Linked DNA regions of Mus musculus: region 2 is linked to region 1. The links are chromatin contacts, called in public promoter capture Hi-C maps. All regions are on one chromosome and are shown on one strand. Each heading gives the region's core, a stretch centred on a gene start, on an enhancer-like site or on the middle of the called end of the contact. The rest is flanking DNA. Distances are from core to core; before and after follow the strand shown.

Evidence for each region. Capture Hi-C pulls out chosen DNA fragments and counts their contacts.
Region 2: a contact with region 1 is called in a promoter capture Hi-C map of pancreatic islet. The contact joins the promoter of C1ql1 here to the promoter of Nags in region 1. A contact is called at or near these places in 1 of 39 promoter capture datasets (embryonic stem cells) and 1 of 9 other capture datasets (pancreatic islet).

Annotation. Positions count from the first base shown.
Region 1 is chr11:102,143,574-102,147,124 of GRCm38.p6, reverse strand. Nags (N-acetylglutamate synthase) reads right to left here and starts at 1,612. Exons shown (of 7, transcript NM_145829.2): 1 at 1,134-1,612; 2 at 361-635; 3 at 49-262. The coding sequence starts at 1,538. It overlaps Gm11586 (a long non-coding RNA gene), which reads left to right and starts at 818. Exons shown (of 3, transcript XR_880227.3): 1 at 818-911; 2 at 1,044-1,575.
Region 2 is chr11:102,944,908-102,948,458 of GRCm38.p6, reverse strand. It overlaps C1ql1 (complement component 1, q subcomponent-like 1), which reads left to right and starts at 1,743. Exons shown (of 2, transcript NM_011795.3): 1 at 1,743-2,594. The coding sequence starts at 1,998.

The DNA of each region.
Region 1 (3,551 bases), core at 363-2,862:
GACTCAGTCTTGCTTAGTGTTATGACGTGGCACAGGAGAGGGGCGCACCTTCTGACTGTTATTCCGCAGGCCGCCTGAATTATTGAGGAAGATGATTTTGGTGGGCTGCAAAGCCTTGGCTAGAGATGCAGTCACCTCCAGCGAGTCAAGGAGCACGGAACGGCGCGCAGCCGTTTCCCCAATGGGGCACAGGATGGGGATGCTGTTGGATTCCAGACACCACTGCAACAGGTCTGTCTCCACCGCGACGATGCCACCGTAGCTGTGGGCCAGATGTGGTGCTTGAGCGGGACCAGGGCAGGGCCAGCAGAGTGGTCCGCCCTCTCTGAGGATGCCGGGGCAGGTTGGGTTGACACTAACCTGGCATGGGGAGCTGGCTCCGCAGCGCTCAGTACTGATCCGCCGCCAAAAAAGGGCACAGCAGTAGCCGCGTTGTGCCTTAGTTCATCCACCAGCACCTTGCAGCTCTGAGCAAGCTGCGCCTTAGCTTCCCAGAAGGAAAGACAGCCAGAAGGTGCCGTGGGGGTAGGCAGCCCCAGAACCACCAGTGGCTTCATGTCCATGCGTTGCAAGAAGGCCAGGGCGAAAGCCAGGCGGGATACCGCCTGCGGGCACCGGATCACCTCCTCATCGACCTGTACAGAAGTGGACGTTCAGGGACGCGACACTGACTCTAAGCCGCCTGTTCCTAATCGGGCTTTAGGACCCTCAGTGACCACATTCTACTTAGGAGCCATTGGGCCCCACTTTTGGCCGACTGCTCCGCCCTTTGCCCGTTGGGTCTTAGCCACCCCCTTATCTAGCACTAATGTTCCTCCCTCAGCTCCTCCCAGCGGCCTTGGACTCTGGGACACCTTGGGGGGAGGGGTAGTGCGACAGCTCAGCCGACTGAACCCCTAACTGCTTCCACGGTGAGAGGCCTTTGTCAGACATCACTTCTGGAGGCCCGGGCTTCCCAGCCTTCTCCTTAGCGCCAAGGGCGGTTTTCGTAGCCTTATGGCTTTCTCCATCCCCAGCACTAACTCAACGCCTCTGCTCTCCAGATTCACAGTTAGGCATGCTGAGACCTACGACGTACTATTGAACAGTCACCATCTCATGACAGTGACACGACGACACCGGGATCGGCTTACCTCCATGACGGCGAAGGGCTTGTCCACCGAATGGTAGCAGGTCTGGAATTGCGTGAGCCAGTGGCGTGCTTCCCCCGGGCTGGCACCACACTGGTTCAGGAAGGCCTGGATGTCCCGCTGCACCAGTGATCTGCCGGCGGGAGGCGCAGGGGATTCGAGGGGCGTTGGAAGCGGTGTCCACGACGGCTCCTCGACCGCAGGAGACTGGACACGACCCTTAGCGCCCTCGGCGTCCTCTGCGTGAGCCCTGGCGGTGCTGAGCCGGCGTCCCGGGCTGGCGCTCTTTGCCCCGCGCCGCCGCGCGCTGCCACTCAGTCTCCGTGAGCCCCCAGGACCTCCCGGGCTGCGCAACCTTCTGGCCGCTGCAGCAGACCGCAGGGCTGTGGCCACCCACGCCGTCGCCATGACGACAACCAAACCCACTCGTCCCCCCCACCCACAGGTGACGGTCGCTCTGGAGCGCACAGCACTAGGGGTTCTTAACTTGCCGCTGATCTGGGCTGGATCAGACTCGGGGCGGGATGGGATAGGAGGCCCGGAGTGGCTTCTGGGTGCGTTTGAGGTGTGGCAAGTCACAGACCAGAGGGTGGCGCCTCTAGACTTCTCCGCCCCTTGTGTATGGGGGTACGGAACCGTTAGTGAGGGTCACGAAGGTCAGATTTAGAGTGGTGGAGCTCTTTGATCTGCTACCAAAATGCTGGATTTAGAAAGCGCTCAGATGTCCTAGGTGTGCGTGCGAATTTGCAGGGTCATGCAAGTGATTTGAGTTGGAAGGAGTCTGGGAAAGTTGAACACAGGGGGTGTGGTCCTCACTGCAGCATATGGATACAAAGTCCTGTTGTCAAGCAGGACTTGGTGTGACATATTTGTACTCTCAGTTCCTTGGAGGTCCGGGCAGGAGGAGAACATAGGCTACATAGCGGGGGAGCCTTGTCTCAAAAGATAAAACCCAGAACTCCTGAGGCAGAGGCAGGCCTGTATCCACGAGTTCAAGGTCAGTCTGGTCTACTTTGAGAGTTCCAGGACAGCCAAGGGGCTACATATTATAGAGAGATGATCCCACTTCAAAAAACAAGAAACACAACAACAACAACAATAAACCTAAAAAAATAGACAAAAACACAAAACAAAACAAAATGAACGGGGGGGGGGGCGGTGATGGCCACATTTGGGAATGTCCTCCACATGGAGGAATCAGAAGGATCAGGCTCAAGGTCATCCTTGACTTTATAAGCAATTCAAGGCCAGCCTAAGCTAAGGAACCCTGCTCTTTTTCTTTTAAGGAACAGGGTTTCTCTGTGTAGCCCTGGCTGTCTTAGAACTCACTCTGTAGACTGGGCTGGCCTTGAACTCAGAGATCTGCCTGCCTTTGCCTCCAAGTGCTGAGATTGAAGGCATGCGCCACCACTGCCTGGCCTAAACCCTGTCTTAAGAAAATCTCATTTGGGCTGGTGAGATGGCTCAGCGGGTAAGAGTACTGACTGCTCTCCCGAAGGTCCTGAGTTCAAATCCCAGCAACCACATGGTAGCTCACAACCACCCATAGTGAGATCTGATGCCATCATTCTGGTGTGTCTAAATACAGCTGCAGTGTACTTATTTATAATAATAAATAAATCTTTGGGCCAGAGTGAGTCAGGGACTGAGCAAGCAGAGTTGACCGGAGCCATCTAAATTCAATTCCCAACAACTACATGAAGGCTCACAACCATCTGTACAGCTACAGTATGTAGATGTTTATATACATAAAATAAATAAATAAATCTTTTAAAAAGAAGAAGAAGAAGAAAAGAAAATCTTGTCTGAGTTCATGATCAGGTCAGTCAGGGTTTGTCACCTGCAGAACACTGGAGCCACCCTGAGGAAGCACTGTCACAGCCTCAAATGCTCCTCTGTTCCTGTTAATGCTTTAGGCTGTTTAAAGCTAAAATCTATGCCTATGAGGCTTGTGATTGAAGGCTTCTGTTACTTGCCAGAGACAGAAAAAAAAAATGCTTAAGAATAAGAAGAGAACAAAAACAAACCTATTACATTCCAGATGGAGGATACTAGGTGACATGTCCCAGATAGAATGCTGGGCTCTGTGAAACCCCTTTCCGTCATCCTCAAGGTGACCCCAGGGGAGGTGTTGTACCAATCACCCCATTTGCAGCCCAGGATCTTGAGACCCAGAACTAGATAGGAGCAGAGGATCCTTGGTTCATCAGCAGGGATGCTCAGGGCGGCGTGTGCCTGTGAACCTCCCCCCATCTGCTCCCTGTTAATCCTGTCCTGCCCTGGATACCCTCTATCCAGTCCAGGCCCCTGTTGTTATAGAGGAGGAAATGGGATTCTGTCATTGTAACGGGAAGGTGACTCAGCCAAGGTCACACAGCTCAGACACCAGCCATTGTATCATATCTTCCCTAATGGTTTTGT
Region 2 (3,551 bases), core at 494-2,993, 800 kb before region 1:
TAGCCCTGTCCTTCTAAAGGGAATCATGTTTAAGAAACTGTCCCGAGGGACCAGGAGGCCGCTGACAGCTGAAAGCTGAGGGCTACCCGGCCTGAGTCTGCCTGGAGGAGTGTAGGGGTCCTAAGGCATGCTCGCATCACCTTGCACTTTCGACAATAAATAGGCCCCAGAGACCCTGTCGCGTTGAGATTGAAACAGCGAGGGGCAAGGCTGCAGGCTTGAATCCCATCTCCACCACATCTTACTTTCGTGACTTGGGGGCAAATCTCTTTTAAGTTCGCAGAGCCTCTGTTCTCCATCTGTAAAACGAGGATAATGGTGGGCTTTATATCTAGATTGATGTAAAGATCAAATGTGACCATACATACAAAGCATCCAACGCAGTTTGTCTTAGCTCCCTCCTCCTTGGTGATGGATGTCATGCTGACCCGGGTTAGTATTTGGAAAGTCCTCTCTGGCAGCGTCCCGCCCACCCCCACTTCTACCATTGGTTATTCTGGCATCTCAGTTTTAGGTAGGGATAATCAGGGAATCAAATGGACAGTGGGAGGTCGGCGGTGGGAGTGTGAACTGGGAGGAGTCTTGCAGGCAAAAAGAATGAGTCTGGAGTGTTGTTGTTTATCGTGGCCAGAGGCCTCAGAAAGACACAGCCCTCCTCCTCGGATAAAGGAGGGTGAAGGAGGAACACAGCTTGAGCTGGGACTCACAGAATATGACAAATATGTTGATGGAAGCAGACACATTTCAGTTTATGCAACCTAAACATTTTCCTGCACTAGAAGAACGTGATGGGGTAAGAGTTAGGGGGGTCCCCTAAGGGGCTAGGAGAGATCAACCCCCCTCTTTCTGGGGAGTGCTAGAAAACGCAGAACCACCTAGGACTGGTTAACACTAAGAGATGACATGGGAGGGGTACTTCATTTTCTCAGGGTCCGTATTTCCCACTTGTCTAGCTAGTAGCTCAGATCAGAAAAGGCCTCATGGAAGAGGCCACAGGTAGAGGCAGCCTAGAAGATATCCCCTGGGGCAGTGGAAAAGAAGGGGCTGAAGACGCTGCCACCTGGGAGAGAATGCCCCTGAAGTAGTTAGAATCAGATAAAAAGTCAGGCTGCTATTAGAATTCAGAGATTCCCTCTGGGCACCCTAAAAGCAAAGGATCCAGACGGGTTATCTGGATGCTAGGCCTGGGTGCCTATGGAACGCCCCTCCCCAGTATTCCTTCCAGGCTTTAGCCCTCATCCTCTTTCTTGTTCTACTCTCTTGTTCCTCACTCTGTAACCCTCCACCCCCTGCAACATCTCTTTGTCCCCTGCAGACAGGGGGCAATGTTGCATCCTTCGACCTCCTGCAGGTGGTGGTCCTTTGCCCCTCTGTCACGATTTTCCTCGGAACTGACCCACGGAACATCTATCTCAATGCCACGCTGAGCTCTCTGCCTCTCCTTGTGGCTCCTCCTTCCGCTTGCCCTTTGGTCCTACTCATTCCTGACTCTAGCCCCTTCCCCATTCTGAGCCTCAATCTCCAGCTCCCTCCGTGATGCCCACCACTCTCATAGCCCCGCCCCTCCCTGCCCCTCCCACCTTGAGGCTTCCGCGGCCCAATTAGGCGCCTGCCCCGCCCGCAGCCCCACCCCTCGCCCTCTCCGAGCCCCGCGGAGCGGGTGGGCGGGGCCCAACGGAGGAGGCAGTGGCCCCAGCCAGGGAAGGCGGGAGGAGCTAGGCGCTAGGCGGGAGGCCGCGTTCAGTCGGGCAGCGCAGCGGGAGGGAAGCACGAGGCCGGAGCCGGCTGCTGGGCTCCGCAGCGCAAGCAGCGCAGCGCGGCGCCCGGGCCCCGGCCCCATGCCCGCAGCCCCGCCGGACCGCCCTTGAGCGCGGGCGTCGCGCCCGCGCCCCTTACCCGCCGGCATCATTGCCCCGACGGCGCGGCCGGGTGGCCCGGCTCTCCCAAGGCTCCGCGCCGGCCGGAAGACCCTGCTGGCTGCCGCCGCGGGCGTGGTGATGCTGCTCGTGCTGGTGGTGCTCATCCCGGTGCTGGTGAGCTCCGGCGGCCCGGACGGCCACTATGAGATGCTGGGCACCTGCCGCATGGTGTGCGACCCCTATCCCGCGCGGGGCCCCGGCGCCGGCGCGCGGTCCGACGGCGGCGACGCTCTGAGCGAGCAGAGCGGTGCGCCTCCGCCCTCCACGCTGGTGCAGGGCCCCCAGGGGAAGCCGGGCCGCACGGGCAAGCCGGGCCCTCCGGGGCCTCCAGGAGACCGGGGCCCTCCAGGTCCTGTGGGGCCGCCTGGGGAGAAGGGTGAACCAGGCAAGCCTGGTCCTCCTGGCCTGCCGGGTTCGGGAGGCAGCGGCGCCATCAGCACGGCCACCTATACCACGGTGCCACGCGTGGCCTTCTACGCCGGCCTCAAGAACCCTCATGAGGGTTACGAGGTGCTCAAGTTTGACGACGTGGTCACCAACCTAGGCAACAACTACGATGCGGCCAGCGGCAAGTTTACATGCAACATTCCTGGCACCTACTTTTTCACCTACCACGTCCTCATGCGCGGCGGCGACGGCACCAGTATGTGGGCAGACCTCTGCAAGAACGGCCAGGTGGGCCATGAGGGGGCGTGGGGCTGACCTGGGGGCAGGGCTCCCAGGGAGCCCCCAGGAGAATGCGTATTGGATCAGAGTCGACAGGCACACCGGGCAGGCGTAGGTGGAGACCCTAAAGCGGCCCCCTTAACTATCATGTGAAGAATGGTTGTAATTAGCGGGCACCCCTGAGTCTTCAACCCTTGGGCTTGAGCTCTTAAGGGAGAGGCTACAGGGCACCCGCGGAGTGGAAATGCGTAAAGATAAATCCAACTAGTCAGATCACAGGGCTCTAGGGCGCACGAACTGGTCCGTAGGGGTTTGGCCCGTGGGAGACTGATTCAGGCTGATTTCTCTTGAGAGCTAAGATTCAAGCTGACGCCGACTGGCTTTAAGGGAACAGCAAGGATGCTCTAGGGCAAGGATAAGGAGAAGCAGTCTCCGCGCCGGAGGGCGCTAAGACGAGTGGCTGTGCGCTCAGGAGAAGAAGGAGGAGGGCTGCAGGAAATGTTTTGCGCACAAAGGCAGAGGGAGTTCGTTGCCCAATAGCCTTAACTGCAGTACATCCCTGGCCCTAGAGAAGGGACCATCGAGCTGAACGAACACCCTTTGCAACCCCCCTGGAATGCTCCACCTTTTCCCAGAGTAACAGAGCTATCCTGCGCCTCCCGGGAAAAAGTTTCCTCTAGAGGCGGGGCGGAGTGATGGAAACTCCCCTCCTTAAAGTCTCCAGGTACAGCTCCTCCAGTATCCTAGAAAATAGGGAGCTGGTGTGCACGTGTCTGAGACACGGATGCACAGCGGTGTCCTTGGAACCACCCACCCTGGGTTCTCAGCTCCCTGCGCTCTCACCTCTGGGTTACAGGGGCCCCACCCCGGGGGCGTGGTCAGACTGAACCTTCTTTTAGCTGAGGCCAGGGTCAAAATTGAGGGTAGGCAAGTGGAAGCTGGAAGGAATCCCCTACAATTGAGACT